4 separate regions of the Mus musculus genome follow, and all the other regions are linked to region 2. Evidence: chromatin contacts called from public HiChIP or PLAC-seq data. All regions are on one chromosome and are shown on one strand. The core of a region is the stretch at or near the end of the contact, and the rest is flanking DNA. Distances in the headings are between cores, read along the strand shown. Region 1 holds the start of Clic4 (chloride intracellular channel 4 (mitochondrial)). Region 2 holds the start of Grhl3 (grainyhead like transcription factor 3). Region 3 holds the start of Gale (galactose-4-epimerase, UDP). Region 4 holds the start of Srsf10 (serine and arginine-rich splicing factor 10).

Region 1 (3,325 bases), core at 279-2,778, 300 kb after region 2:
CTGGTGTGTGTGTGTGTGTGTGTGTGTGTGTGTGTGATGGCATTCTGTAGAAGTCAGAGGTAAGCTTTCTGGAGTTGGTTTTCTCCTTCTACCTTTAGATGGCCCCAACATCACATCCAGGTTGGAAGTCTTGCAAGGCAAACGCTTTTACCTGCTGAATCATCTTGACTGCCATTATTATTATTATTATTATTATTATTATTATTATTATTTTGAGGTAGTCTTGCAATATACCCAGACTGTCCTCAAACTCTCAGCCCTCCTGCCTGAGCCATCACCTGAGAGCCACGTATATGTCACCAAATCAGGCCGAGGTTTAGGGTGTTTAAGGCCACTGCCAAACTGTGAACTTAAAACAGCCTTACTCCGGAGCATTGATGGATCTAATTGCTGGGGCACAGCATCCTTCTCACAGAATCTAGCAACTTGGAGATGGGGTTGAGTGAGGATAAAGTAGTTGCAGGTTGCACTGCATTTTTACACATCATTCCAATTTGTTGAAGCACTCTGATCCACACTAGGCACAGAGGATGTGAGATAACCATGACACCCCGCTTCCATCCCCCAATTTAGCCTTTCTAATCAACTCACTCATCACCCTAGCCTGGGAGGTACCACAGAATGAGCAGATTAAGGAAAACCAGAAGGCAAATTTCCCAAAGGTGACATTCACTGACGGCAATTCCGCAGTAGACCGCGTGTCTCAGGCCCCTGTCCTCAGGGTGTAAAGTACTCGCCCCTGCGCGCTGAGTGGCACTCAGGTGACTCATTAAACTTCTCCAGGTGAACGGAAGACAGGAATCGGTCCAGGTGGGGCAAAACAGCACGGATAACGTTTTCAGAGTCAGGCGCTGCCTCAAGCACTGGGGTTGTGCTGGAGCGGGACGCTGTCCCACCGTTTTGGCCTAATTCAGAGCCCGGGACACAGGACGACTTTACAAGAACTTTTGAGTATCTTGATTTCAAATAGAGAAGGATCACGAAAGGAGATCCGCGGTCAGAAGGATTAAAAAGTTCTTAAGGACATGAAAACTTTCGCAAAAGTTTTCCAGGAAAAGGCGGCCGCGCCTAACAGAAGTAGCCGAGGAGGCCGCCGCCCCGGGAACCGGAGGGGACGATGAGTCCCTGCGGCTGCAGCGGGGGAGAGGGCGCGAGGCGGGCCGCCGCATGAGGTCACTTGGCACCCAACCAGCAGCAGCTGCGCCGCGGAGAGAGGCGGTGTCAGGCTCCGGCTCCAGGGACCTTCCCCGCCCACCCCCTGAGGGGCGTGGCTTCGGGGGGACCTCCCGGCCAATCCGCGCTGCCCAGCCTAGGCCGCGCCCCCAGCGCCCTCCAGGCTCCCTAGTGGTCGGTCCGTGGAAGCTAGAGCGCTCCGCTGTCTTCCTCGCCTGAGGCCACGCCCCCAGCTGTGGCCCGCCCATTTCCCCCCCACCCCTGCAGGATCCTGGCCACTGCTCCGCCCACGCCCCGCCCATAGGGCTCCGCCCAGCGGTTTGAAGCGGCCGGGACCGCAACCCCCTCAGAGTCGCGCGCGAGGCGTGAGGCGGTGCTGAGGATCTGAGGCCACGGGCAGCCAGACGCCGGGACTGTCCAGCGAACGAGCAAGCCAGCGAGTGAGCGAGCGGCGGGAACCCGCAGCCACAGCAGCCCCGGAGCCACAGCCGCAGCCGCCGTCCGCGGAGCCCAGCCCAACCGGCCATGGCGCTGTCGATGCCCCTGAACGGGCTGAAGGAGGAGGACAAAGAGCCCCTCATCGAGCTCTTCGTCAAGGTGAGCGCTCACCGTCCCGAGCGACGCGGGCTGACGTCCCCGCACCCCGAAGCGCCCCCACGCGGCATCCCCGCAGCCCGAGGCGGCGCCGTACCTCCCGCGCTCATTCCCATTGTCTGGGCTCCGCGCCTTCCCGCCTCGCAGCGGGACCTTGGCGGACCCTGCGGGCGCGGCGACAGGGAGGCGACTCCGCAGGGCGGGACGCGCCTCAGCTGCGCCGCGTGGGTACTGTCACCCTCCTCGCCGTGTCCGACCCCACCCCGCCGCGAGCCCCAGCCTCGGGCCGCGGGGCTGATAGCTCACCCAACTTACTGGAACGCTAGCGCCTGGCCCGGGTGAAACTGAAACTTTAACTTTGATACAATGTTAAATAAAGTAAAGGGGAGGAGGGACCCGGGAGCCGTAAACCCAGCAGTTGGGAAAAGTGGTCTAGGGAAGATCCCGAGTTCAGAGCCAGCCTTGGCTGCTTAGTAAACCCAGGGCAAGCCTGGGATAGGAGGGACCCTCATCCCAGCCCTCCTCCCGCATGGGGGAGGGGAGAATTTTTTTAATGCGGGCGTGGTGACTCGGCTATGACCCAGCAGTAGAGGCTTGAGGAGTCCCTCGAGTTCGAGGCCAGCCTGGGTTACAAATGTGAGCCTCCGGACACACACCCAAAACCCAGGCAACTAACTGCAAAGAAGAAGAAAAAAAAAAAAAAAGGAAAAGAAAAGAAAAAGCGAAAAGAAGGGTGGATGCCCCAAGGCTTCCGGAAAATACAGAGATTCCCGACTTGGGTTTTCCTGTCCGGTGTTTTACCACCATCTGGTTTTCTTGTTTCTCTAGCGCGCCTGTTTTCACATGATGCAACCTTTTGGCCGCTTTCGTTTGCTGTTGCCACCTCGGCAGGCAAGCCCGTTTGGTTTGAAAGAAAACCTGAATTCTCCGCTCTCTCGGGCTTAAAAAGGTTCATTCCTCTCGCCCTCCTCAGTTTGTAAACCCTGGAGCTGCCTTCTTCGCCTAGAAACGCTTCTCTGACTGCTCTCCGCGCCTCTCCCTTTTGGGGCGTAGCGAAGGAGGGAAAAGTTAACGCAACAAACATCTGGGTCCCCTGCTTTACTGAGCCTCCTTGGAAACCCTGACGTTCGTTCTGTTAGCCACTAAATATCCAGGCTTAGGTCGAAACTGGCAACACTAGAAGTCCAACAGGCATCCAGTACTAAAGTCTGCCCTTTCTTAGTTTTAATTTGAAAGAGCGGAAATTATCGAAGGATGTGTTCCAGAGATGGAAGGCAGAAATCTGCAGGGTGGTAACAATGTTTGCCTTAGTGTTTTCTGTTAGTTGCTGGTTTTAGAACTTTTTTTTTTTTTTGGTCTAGAGCATCGGCTCTCAACTGGGGGTCAAGACCCCTTTGAAAGATCAAACGGCCTTTTTACAGGGGTCACCTAAGACTATTGGAAAATGCAGACAATTTCATTACAATTCATAGCAGTAGCAAAGTTACAGTTATGAAGTAGCACCAAAAATAATTTTACTGTTGGGGGTCAGCACAACATGAAGAACTGCATTAAACTG
Region 2 (3,724 bases), core at 982-3,481:
CCGGAACCCTGCACACCTGCTCCTTGCATCCGTGGTACCTATCGGGGCACCTTCTGGAGGCTTCCTGTGTAAGGAGTCACAGAGACCCTCTGATGATCTCTAACAATGGCTGTGAGCACAGAGCCAGGACCCAGAGAGGGAGAGGACCCGTTTATAAAGCCCAGCGAGCACAGACATGCCACCCGAAATCCCAGTGTCTCCCCCCACCCCCCCACAAGCTCAGCAAGCATGAGTCACACCACATCCATTGCAACACGGCTGACAGAAACTCTCCAGCCTTTCATGAGGTGAGTTAGTCAGGGAGAAGACTACAAAGAGAAGTGTGCCATCCTTTGGGCTGCCGCGGGCCTGCAGTTCTTCTCAGCACCGTGACTGCTGTAAGCGATCGCTCAGAGCCAGTCACTGCTCACATTGCCGCTGCCTTCAGCTATAGTGAGTGATCTGCATCCCGGTCCCCTCATCTCACGGGATGATAGCAAAGTGCCTGACTCACTTTGGGTATTGACATGATGCATAAAGAAGGCTTGGCACGATACCTGATCTACGCAACATTCACAGCACCTACTGGGAGCCAGACACCTAAGCCAGTGCTGGAGAGTAACCAAGGCAGACAAGGCCTCTTGCTCCTACGGAACTCACGTTCCAGAGGGAAGGGAGATAGACACCTGATGATGTGAGAAAATCCGGAAGGGCTTTGCAGGGAACAGAATAAAGCCATGTGAAACCTGAGGGCTGGATGTCTGTTCTCACAAGCATTACTGGAGAGAGAGCTAGCCGTGTTAGCAATCACCATGGTCCTTAGCTAACCTCAGGGCTCCTTAGGGGTAGCCCTCAAACAGATTCCAATGGGAAAGGACTCCGATCAGTCTTCAAGCCCGGTAGCCCATCCTAAGCAGGCCCTCCTGAGTTATCAGATAGGGCTTCTCAGGGTAAAGTCACCTTTCCTCCAGAGGAACGCTCAAGGTGAGGTACCCAGGAAGAATGAGCAATGAACTGGGGGTGGAGTGGGGGGGGATGGTTGGGAGAGTGGGGGATGGGGAGAGTGGGCATGGGGGCGGGGCTGAGGGTATTGGTAAAAGAGTAAGCATGAGATTCCAAGATTCGCAGCTTAGATCTCTTTTCCTATGAACCCCATGGAAGCTCTCTGTTTCTGCTGGTACTTGTGGGCATTTGGGGATGACCACCCTAGGTTGTTCATAGCCCATCCCCCACCATCCCCTCGCCTAAGAGGCATCTCCTGAGTGCCTAGCACAGAGCACTTACAGTGTACTGGCCAGCTAAGACTCCTGAGGCAACCACCTTCAACTTTTCCATCCTTTCTGGGCTGGCCAGAGGCATGTGGTCTGCCCACATCCCGTTCAGATTGGCATCGCACAAGATGAAAGGCTGCCCTGCCCTAATTCCCTGATTCCCCACCCCATCTCTCTCTCTCTCTCTCTCTCTCTCTCTCTCTCTCTCTCACACACACACACACACACACACACACACTCATGCACATTGGGGGAGGGGGGGCTCCTCCTGAATAGAAACCAGCATTTTCTTTCCCCGCTATTGCCCCAGAACCCAGAGCGAGGAGACCTTGCACACTCGGTACTTAGTAAATGTCCCCTGTCAACTGAGGCCACCAACTTCAACTCAAGGAGTAGCTAGTCTCCCAGATGACTGAACGGGTCTCTGACACTGGCTCTCACCCTTAGGCAAGGCACCCTGCCTCTCCAACCTACATTTCCTCGATCACCTGTAGAGGGCATGGGGTTGGTTGGGGTGGAAGGGAGAGTTGACAGAAAGTCCTTCCTAGCTGGTTACTGGGAGAATAGGAAGAAATCACTTAGCTAACAAGACTAGAACCTGTGGTGTTTGTTACCCGAAGGGGAAAGTTCTGGAGAAAAGAGAGGGGACTCACAGAGAGCTACCTGCTCTCTTCCGTGAAATTTTCCGGGTAGAGAAGGTGACTATAAAGAGATATGGTGTCTGTGGGGAGATGTTTGTGGGATCCAGGATCCGAGCGATGAGATGGACAGAGATTTCCCTTTGAGCCAAGTACCTGTCTGTATTTTTCCTCTAGTTCTCCCGTTCCTTCCCAACGTTTGTCTCCTCCCTTTTCCCTCGTCTCCACCCCCTCACCCCCTCAGCTAAGAAGGAATTGGCCGGCTCCACCCAGTCAGCCCCCCGGAGCTCCGCCCCTGCTGGTGGGCCAAAAGTTAACATCTGCACCTGCTGTGGTCTAGCTGCAGTCGGCACCTGTGCTTCCAGCCAATCAGCGCCACCGCAGCCGGGGACCGCTGTCAGCAAAATCTCAACATCCAAAGCGCAACGTAGAGCAAACGCTTCCCCGGGCAGGAAGGGAATGTCTGTGTCAGAGGAGAATTAAGAGACGAGTGGTCAGCAGCGCCTGCGAGCCAACCAGAGACGGATCGCTGGAACCTCGGAGAAGGAAGATGTCGAATGAACTTGAGTGAGTAAAGCCACGGATGTCTGGCCTCCCGGCCTCCCCAGCACACCGAGGCTGGCTGGGATTCCCTGCAGAGGGAAGAGCAAGGGAGGCCGGGCGCCCGGATTCACACGGCAATTTGTAAGGGTGAATGAATGGGCTGACGATCCTGCCTTAGCGTGTTGAGGCACGTTCAGCTCTCTATCTAGAGCTGACTGTTTCCCTGGGAAAATAGTTTTTCTTTCTCTCTGTGCTGAGCAGTTTCGAGGAAGGCAAACACCCGGGCTGCCTGAAACCGTGAATCTTGGCATCGCTTTTTGATACTCTGGAGGTGCCTTGGAAATCAGAGACACTCCCGCCCCAGGGAAGCTTTCTCTCCTCTTGCCAAAGGGAACGTCTTGGAGGTGGTTCTCAGAGCTGTCTTATGCAAAGAGTTGAGTTTCTCTAAAGGTCCTTTATGTTGAGTTGGAACAGTCCCAAGCGATCTGGCTACTATAGTGTAATGGCTGTATACATGGGCTCTGTAGTGGCTTTCCTTAGGTTCAAACCCAGGCTCCGTCTCTCCTCCGCTGTTCATTCTTAAAAAGTCGTTGGACTTATCTGAGCTTCATTTTCCTGATTTGGAAATTTGGAACAAGAGAACTTTGTAGAGTTCTTAGGTGTGCTGAAAGCTGTAAAAATGCTTACCAAAGAGAAAGGGGTCTGAAGTTGCGTTCAATAAATTGTGGTCAGTTTTATCCAGAGGCAGTGCTAACGCTGGGGAAGCCGAGGACTAGATTTTGGTGAGGTCATCTGTGTTGTCTGGCGAGAGGCAGGTGCATTCCTGCCCACATCTGGGATCTAGAATCCCTTGACTGGCTGACGCTGACCTCACTCTCAGCCTCAGTATCAGGTACAGATGTTGGAGAAGACAGAAGTCGAGGGTGTGAGTCGCTTTAAGTTGTGGGCAAGGAGCTAGCAGGAAAGAAACAGACTTCCCCTTTCTCCCCTCTTTAGCAGTGACCCTCTTGTTGTTTCCTCCCCTTCTCTGTCTCTCTCTTTGGAGCTTTTCCTCAGCAGGTTAAGAACTCAAACGCTTGCAGGCAGAATTGATGGGTCCTAACTGCAGACAGGAACCCATGTACCGGCTAGCTCTGGGGTGTGTCCGGCTTGAACAGCCACATCTACTGTCCAACCACTATGGTTACAAGCATCAGGTTTCTTTTTTAATAGATTCTCAGGACACTGTTTTGACAGTTGAACCCCAATTAAAGTAAAAATAGAAACACAGTGTTAGGGCCCAGATTCAAGCCC
Region 3 (3,226 bases), core at 443-2,942, 390 kb before region 2:
GTAGCCTGCCTCCAGCAGCTCCAATACCGTGTGGCTGCCGATGTAGCCAGCCCCACCTGTGACCAGCACCTTTTCCATGGCGCCTGCTTAGAAGACAGAGTTTCAGAGGTGGCCGAGGCTTCCTGCTCAGGGCCTCACTCCAACTGGATGCTCGACCCCTACCTTCATCTTGGAGGATGTAGGGGTGAGCCCTAGTTTAAGGAGAGGTTCCAGAATCAGCCCTGGGTCTAACTAGCTAACTACCAGTTTCTGGCTGTAGGGGCTGACGTTTTGAACTCTCTCTAGGGCACAGTTTTCACCTCTAGAACTAATTATTGTACACACCCCATGTATTAGGAGGGCCCAATGAAGCAGTTTAAAGGTCTGCCACCTGCATATGTAGGACATCAGACACACCATGCTGTCTAGTTCCTGTTGACAGAGGGTGGGAAGATGGGCCTTTTGAAGACCCACCCTTCCTGCCTCCATGTCTGGAGTATGGACAGTCTCGGGCAGAAGAACATCGCTTAAGAATGGGAGGCTAGGATACAGAAAAAGGGACCTGTCCCTGTAAACTGACACCTTTTCCCCGGAGCAAAAGGTTCCTGGGTTTGATGACTAACATCTAGTGCTCCAACAACCCTTCCCCTGGAAGGTCAGTTGGGAGGAAGCAGTAAGAACGCCAAATGGCCTCAAGGGTGGGGTCCTTAGCCAGGAAGGCTGTGCCCAGCTCAGAGGCTGCAGTGCCAACAGCCCTGGAGTGGGTAGGGCTTCACCCCACCCTGGGGCAGCCAATAGCTCAGCTTTGGCCCAGCTGACTTGGAGCCACAGATCCCGCCCAAGGAGGGCAGCACCAAGTGAGCCGGTGTCGACGTGGATTTGGCTCGCTCTCCGCTGCCAGGTGTGCATCCCCACCCTGAGCAAACTGCTGGGCGGACAGAGAGGCAGTCCACACAGTGAGGCCTTTCATTTTCACGACCTGGCTCGCTGCCGTCTTTCTCCGAGCTGCCTCAAGTTTCTGCTGGGGTTATTCTGCTGCAGCCCACTGGACGGGGCGTCCAGTGCGACCCAGAATCACTACCCCGCACTTGTGCGTTATTTTCCCAACATCTGGATGTGGCAGGTGTTTCTACCAGCCCTGGGTACTAGGGTCTGAGCCCAGAGGCAGTCGGCCTGGGGTCACACAGCAATAAGAACTGACTAAGGGGGATCCCCGAGACTATGCCCCGCGACTCCCTGCAGCTCCCGCATTGCGCGAAGACGCGGGGAGGCGGTCGCTGAGGGGACTCTGGTGGCAGAAAGGCTGCTCTGAGGTCGCTCCGCTCCGGACTAGGGGATGACCTTGGTCAGCGGTCCCCTCCTCAGTTTTCCCTGTCTGTACAAGGCAGGAGAGCGGATGCTGGGTCTCAGCAGCCTGGGCGAGGCGGAGCTTAGCTCTGGACTTCGGGTCTGGGCTGGGAGCAGGAGCGGGGAGCCGAGCCCCGAATGAATGGGCTCGGGTGGCCCCCGCTACGGTTGCGGAAAACGCGAGCAGAAGGGGTGAGCCTGGCCCTGTTCCGAACACGAACCGACCCTCTTGGAACCTCCTCGCTCCCCACCAAGCATTGGCCCTTCCGAGCTCACTAAGCCCTTCATTCTACCGGCCGAACCTGCGGAAGCTCCAGCGCTGACTCCAGGCACCGCCTCCCGCGACCAGCGCCGCGGCCCCTTTAAGACCTGACAGCCCAGCCCGACCCCGCCCCTCCACGCCCTCCAGGAAACGTGTGTACTGGGTTACTGCCTGGACGGCAACCCTGGAGGGACAAATGGTCTGCACAGGCTTTAAACGCCTGCGCAGTGCGCTTCCATCGAGGGCGGAAATGAGGGGTGCGGACGCCATCCGGTTACCGGCGGGCTGTTGAGGAGAAACAAGGTCGGGACTGGGCCCTTTCTAGTCCCTCCACTCAGAGCCACTGTTTGTGTCAAACCCTTGGTCGGGCAGCTCCAGTTGGAGGACATGGCTGGCCCGGGCTGCGTCCAAGTTCACGTGGGAAGAAACCCGCGATGGCGAAGGAACCTTGACATTCACAGTAGCAATTGCTGTGCCCATCGCTGAGCCGCTGCCTCCCTCCCCCAAAGCTGTGTTTGCGCACCTGCCCCCGTATAGGGACTCAAGACACTTTTGTCTCGGTTTAAGATACAAAGCGGGACCGGGCGGTGGTGGCACACGCCTTTAATCCCAGCATTCGGGAGGCTGCTCCTGCAGAGGCCCCGAGTCCTGTTTCTGGCACCCACATACCTACCGCCTCTCATTACATAGGATGCCATGCCCGCTTCTGACCTCCGTTGCACATACCATACATAGCTGGCATTCTCTCACAAATACATAAATGAAGCTAAATCTTTCCTGGTAGTACAGGTCTTCAGGCCCAGCAGAATTTCAGTGAGTTTATGAAAAGGGAAGCTGAAGATAGCTAGCGCGTGAATAAATAATAATAATAATAATAATAATAATACTGTCAAGTTGACCATTGTGGAAGTTTGTTATCTCACTGGAAGCAGATACAGATGGATCCCTGGGGTTCACTGGCCAGCCAGCCTAGTCTCCTTAGCTAGTTCCAGACCAGTAAGAGATCTATCTTCCTGATCTATCTTCCTGCTCTGGAAACAGGCACGTTCTCAGAAGCGAGTCCTAGGGTGTTCCCCACAGCAATGATTTCCAGTCAGTGGTCTGGGGGCTTGGGTGTGGCGATGGAAGAGATCCAAAGATGAACCAGCCACAAAACCTTCCCTCTTCCCTCAGAGCAATTTTACTCCTCCACCCATAAACACACGTTTGAATGTTATATTAGAAAATTAAACCTTTAATTACATAAGCTGTTTTCAAAAAAATCACACACAGAGTGGAGATTTCGTTGGCAGATGACCACAGATGCAGATCAACCCCCACCATTCCAGCAAATGCTCTGCTGGCATAAGGGGAAACTGCTCTCTGTCCTCAGAGGTAGAACAAAGGCCCTGCGGCGGTGGACATCAGCTCTGTTGGCAGGCAGACTCACCCAGGGCCATCCCAAGCAAGTGCTTAGGCACAGCTCTGGGGAGCTGGCCCAGGCCAGGCAGCTCTAGCCCTTATCATCAGGGACAGGGACCTCTGTGATGCCGGCTCATTTGCTCTCATTCCATCTCTTCATCCAGGAATCATTGTATACACCCAATTCCCTCCGTTCTGGTTCAGGCGAACGAGGGTCTCAGAGCTTGCAGGTGGCCT
Region 4 (3,272 bases), core at 73-2,572, 280 kb before region 2:
TAAAATTGTTCAACAGGGTCAGCCATTAAAAATCTGAAATAAAACCATCACAGTATCTACATACTTCATACTTAAGTATTAAAACGACAAAATGGAAAAATTTTTAAGTCGTTAATTAACCACTTTTGTTTTATGCGTAATGACAAAGAGGATACAAAACTCCACAAAACAAGAAAAACCCAAAACCTCAGTTTTTCTTCGGAGTTTATTTTGTACGAACACGAAGAGTAATCCTGTGATAAAAATCTCTTCTGAAAAATTCCGAAGGCAATTCAAAGCAAAGGACAAGCTGTGAAAACAAAGCCCTTTACCAGGCGAGACTCGAACTCCCAGACCCGTCTTCTGAGTGCTGGGGCTACGCCCGGAGACAAGGCGGACTTTTATTAAAAGTACCGCCTCCGTTCACCCAAGTTAATCACGAAGGTCCCTAACGGGAGCGGTCTCTCCAGCACCTCGTTTTCAAAGAGATTTCCGCGAAAACACGTGGATCACTCCATTTAACCGAAAAATTGTTACACTCGCCCCAATCTCCACGACTCCTCTCCCCCACAGCAATCTCGAATCCACTCATCACCATCCACACAGATGGGGGAGATGGAGCTGCAAACCCTCCCCTCCGCTATCCCGTTATCCCACTCGCATCTTTTCCATCTTCTGACTTCGTAGCCCGAGCTGACCTCCGACTCGCGCCGATCCTCCCGCCTCGGCTTCCCCGAGTGCTGGCCTGGGCCGCCCCGCCTGGCAACCCTTTTCCCGTTTTCAACAACAAAAATCCCTTTCAGGCCGAGGGGGGCGTGCACCTCATGGAACGTGGACGTCGGATCCATGAGGGACACACACGTCCGGCCCGCCGGCTCGGCCCAGCCGCCGAGCACGCGGGGGAGGACGGGGCCCCCGAATGCCCGCCACGCGGCCCTCACGCCTGCTCGCTCGCCAGCGCTCGGCCCGGTGTCCGCCCTTGCTCCTGCAGGCCGGCGGCGCGGCCTAGAGCCGGCGCGGGCCCCGCCATCTTCGCCCCGCCCCTCCCCCGCGCCACGGCCGCCGCTCGCCGGGCGCCCGCGGCCTCCCTCCCCCGCGCAGTAGCTGCTCCGGTGCGCTCACCTGGTGTCGTCCGCCACGTTCCTGACGAACAGAGACGTGTTAGGGGGGCGCAGGTATCGGGACATGGTGGCGGCGGGACTCTGGGCCGGCGGCGCTAACGGGCTCGGGCAAACCGTCCGCAGCTCCGGCGGCGGCTCACATCCACTCACACCACACTCGCACAGACCCAGAGGGCTCCGCTACGGCAACTGCCTCTTCTCGCGAGACTTGGCTCCCGCCTCCAGGCCCCCTCCCACCTCCCGCCCCGCAGCACCGGCGGAGGGGGACAACGGCTTTTTCCCGCGAGATCTCTGGGCGTGCGCGCGCCGCCGGCCTGACGCGCGCACCGCGGCCTCGCTGCCGTTCATTGGCTCCAGGCGCGGGCTCCTCCCCTCCCCCTCTTTCTTTCTTTAGCGCTGCGCTTTCCCGCCCTTTCCCGCCCGGCCGAGCCCGCCATCCCTCCTCCTCTCGGCGAGCGCTCGGGTTAAACTACCATGACCGGGCTCGGGAGCCTCGGAGCCAGCTAGAGGCTGCTCCGGAATCCGCTGTTCGGAGTTGCGCCTGGGCTTCTTATCAGATCTCTGGCCAGAGAGAGGAACTTAGAGATTCTTTGTGGGGTTTGGGGGAGGGGCAGAGCTTTCGGCGTGCCGTGCGTGCAACTCTCTGCCTTTGCTGCACATCCGCGTCACCTAGGCACGCAATTCCCTCCCCGTGAGACCCGGGCCCTGCTGTCCTTGTCTCTGTTGCTCACATGCAAGGTGCCTGAACCCCTTTTCCAGCCTTGAAGAGGTGGTGTTTGTCTCTTTGTTGTTTTCTGGGGATCCAATCTAGGTCCTTGGATTTGCTAGCCAAGTTTCTTCCCACAGACCTGCCTGCACCCTAAGACAGACACTGCCCACTCACCCCGGCCCATCGTCCCCCTCTTGCTCCAGTCCCCCTCCAACTTTCAGTCCTCATCATGGGACTCCCCAGCTACAAAAAAACCTTGGCTAGCTGGTTTGCTTTTCTCCCTCTCCTTTTTTCTCCTCTCTTCTCCCTCCCCTCCCTCTCTCTAGCGCCTCCTCCCCTCTATTCCCCACGTTGAGGGAGCGGGCTCAGTGCTTTGTTACTAGTTCCCTCTTTGGCCTCCTAGGGCACCCATACACAAGTGGGCAATACACTTAGATTTTTATTATTGTTTTTGTGTGTGTGGTTTTTTGTTTGTTTGTTTGTTTGCTTGCTTTTCGAGACAGGGTTTCTCTGTACAGCCCTGGCTGTCCTGGAACTCACTTTGTAGACCAGGCTGGCCTCGAACTCAGAAATCCACCTGCCTGTGCCTCCCAAGTGCTGGGATCAAAGGCGTGCGCCACCACTGCCCAGCGCCCTGTTTTTAAATATGGCTTATATGCGTTAATATCTACGGAGTTCAAACTTATGAGTGAGAAGATGCACACATCACTTCCCTCACATACATCACACAGTCTCTGGTAAACATGAGGACTGCGGAGAGAATGAGAGTATGACCAAGAAGAAAAGCAAGAAGTCCAACACCCCTTGACCACCAGGCTTTTGGGCACGTTGTGCAATTTACCAAACAGCAGCTCTGCCAAAGGAGTGGTGTGAAGGAGGCTGTACCGAAGGCCTTCAGGAAAGTACTGCCCGCTGGGAATGCGTCTTCAGTATTTTGTTTGAATCTTTGCTTTATTGCAAGATGGTATAATTGATTTAAATTATAATTTGGTCATCTGGGTGGGGGAATAAGTTGCTGCAAATCTTTTTGTTCGAAAGCGACTAGAGAGGTGGCTCAGCGGTTAAGAGCACGCGCTGCTCTTCCAGAGCACGGACCTGAGTTCAGTTCCAATGTAGGTGGCTCACAGCCGCCTGCAACTCCATCTCTAGGGGATCCAGCACCCTCTTCTGACTTCTGCGGGCACCGGCACACCCATACCCACACACACATGCTCACATTTCTCTCTTTCTGTTTAAAAGCGCAGGGAGGATTAGAAATACCCGACTGGCTGGCAGATCGATGTAACCCAATAAATGAACATTTCTTAAGAAAGGCACTGTAATTTCAGTAGCAACCCAGGAAGATTCAACCACGTAGATGAGCTCCCATCAGCCAACTGCTTCTGGCTGTCACCATTGAGATAGGTGTATTTACATAACATGTTGCACTGGAGCCTTCTCTGTGAGCAGCTTGGGTGTACAGT

Evidence for each region. HiChIP or PLAC-seq counts read pairs in DNA pulled down with a chosen protein or histone mark.
Region 1: a contact with region 2 is called in a FOXA1 HiChIP or PLAC-seq map of pancreatic cancer cells. The contact joins the promoter of Clic4 here to the promoter of Grhl3 in region 2.
Region 3: a FOXA1 HiChIP or PLAC-seq map of pancreatic cancer cells shows a contact between it and region 2. The contact joins the promoter of Gale here to the promoter of Grhl3 in region 2. A contact is called at or near these places in 1 of 115 datasets of contacts at active chromatin or transcription factors (pancreatic cancer cells) and 1 of 9 other capture datasets (pancreatic islet).
Region 4: a contact with region 2 is called in an H3K4me3 HiChIP or PLAC-seq map of embryonic stem cells, with 11 read pairs. The contact joins the promoter of Srsf10 here to the promoter of Grhl3 in region 2. A contact is called at or near these places in 1 of 39 promoter capture datasets (the HPC-7 cell line) and 2 of 115 datasets of contacts at active chromatin or transcription factors (embryonic stem cells and pancreatic cancer cells).

What each region holds. Positions count from the first base shown.
Region 1 is chr4:135,270,963-135,274,287 of GRCm38.p6, reverse strand. Clic4 (chloride intracellular channel 4 (mitochondrial)) reads left to right here and starts at 1,528. Exons shown (of 6, transcript NM_013885.2): 1 at 1,528-1,770. The coding sequence starts at 1,699.
Region 2 is chr4:135,572,139-135,575,862 of GRCm38.p6, reverse strand. It overlaps Grhl3 (grainyhead like transcription factor 3), which reads left to right and starts at 2,231. Exons shown (of 16, transcript NM_001013756.2): 1 at 2,231-2,455. The coding sequence starts at 2,439. It overlaps Gm30888 (a long non-coding RNA gene), which reads right to left and starts at 2,283. Exons shown (of 3, transcript XR_390832.2): 1 at 2,215-2,283.
Region 3 is chr4:135,962,191-135,965,416 of GRCm38.p6, reverse strand. It overlaps Gale (galactose-4-epimerase, UDP), which reads right to left and starts at 1,692. Exons shown (of 11, transcript NM_001356493.1): 1 at 1,629-1,692; 2 at 1-83. The coding sequence starts at 78. Hmgcl (3-hydroxy-3-methylglutaryl-Coenzyme A lyase) reads right to left here. Exons shown (of 9, transcript NM_008254.3): 9 at 2,749-3,226. The coding sequence ends at 3,207.
Region 4 is chr4:135,854,121-135,857,392 of GRCm38.p6, reverse strand. It overlaps Srsf10 (serine and arginine-rich splicing factor 10), which reads right to left and starts at 1,322. Exons shown (of 6, transcript NM_001080387.2): 1 at 1,102-1,322. The coding sequence starts at 1,166.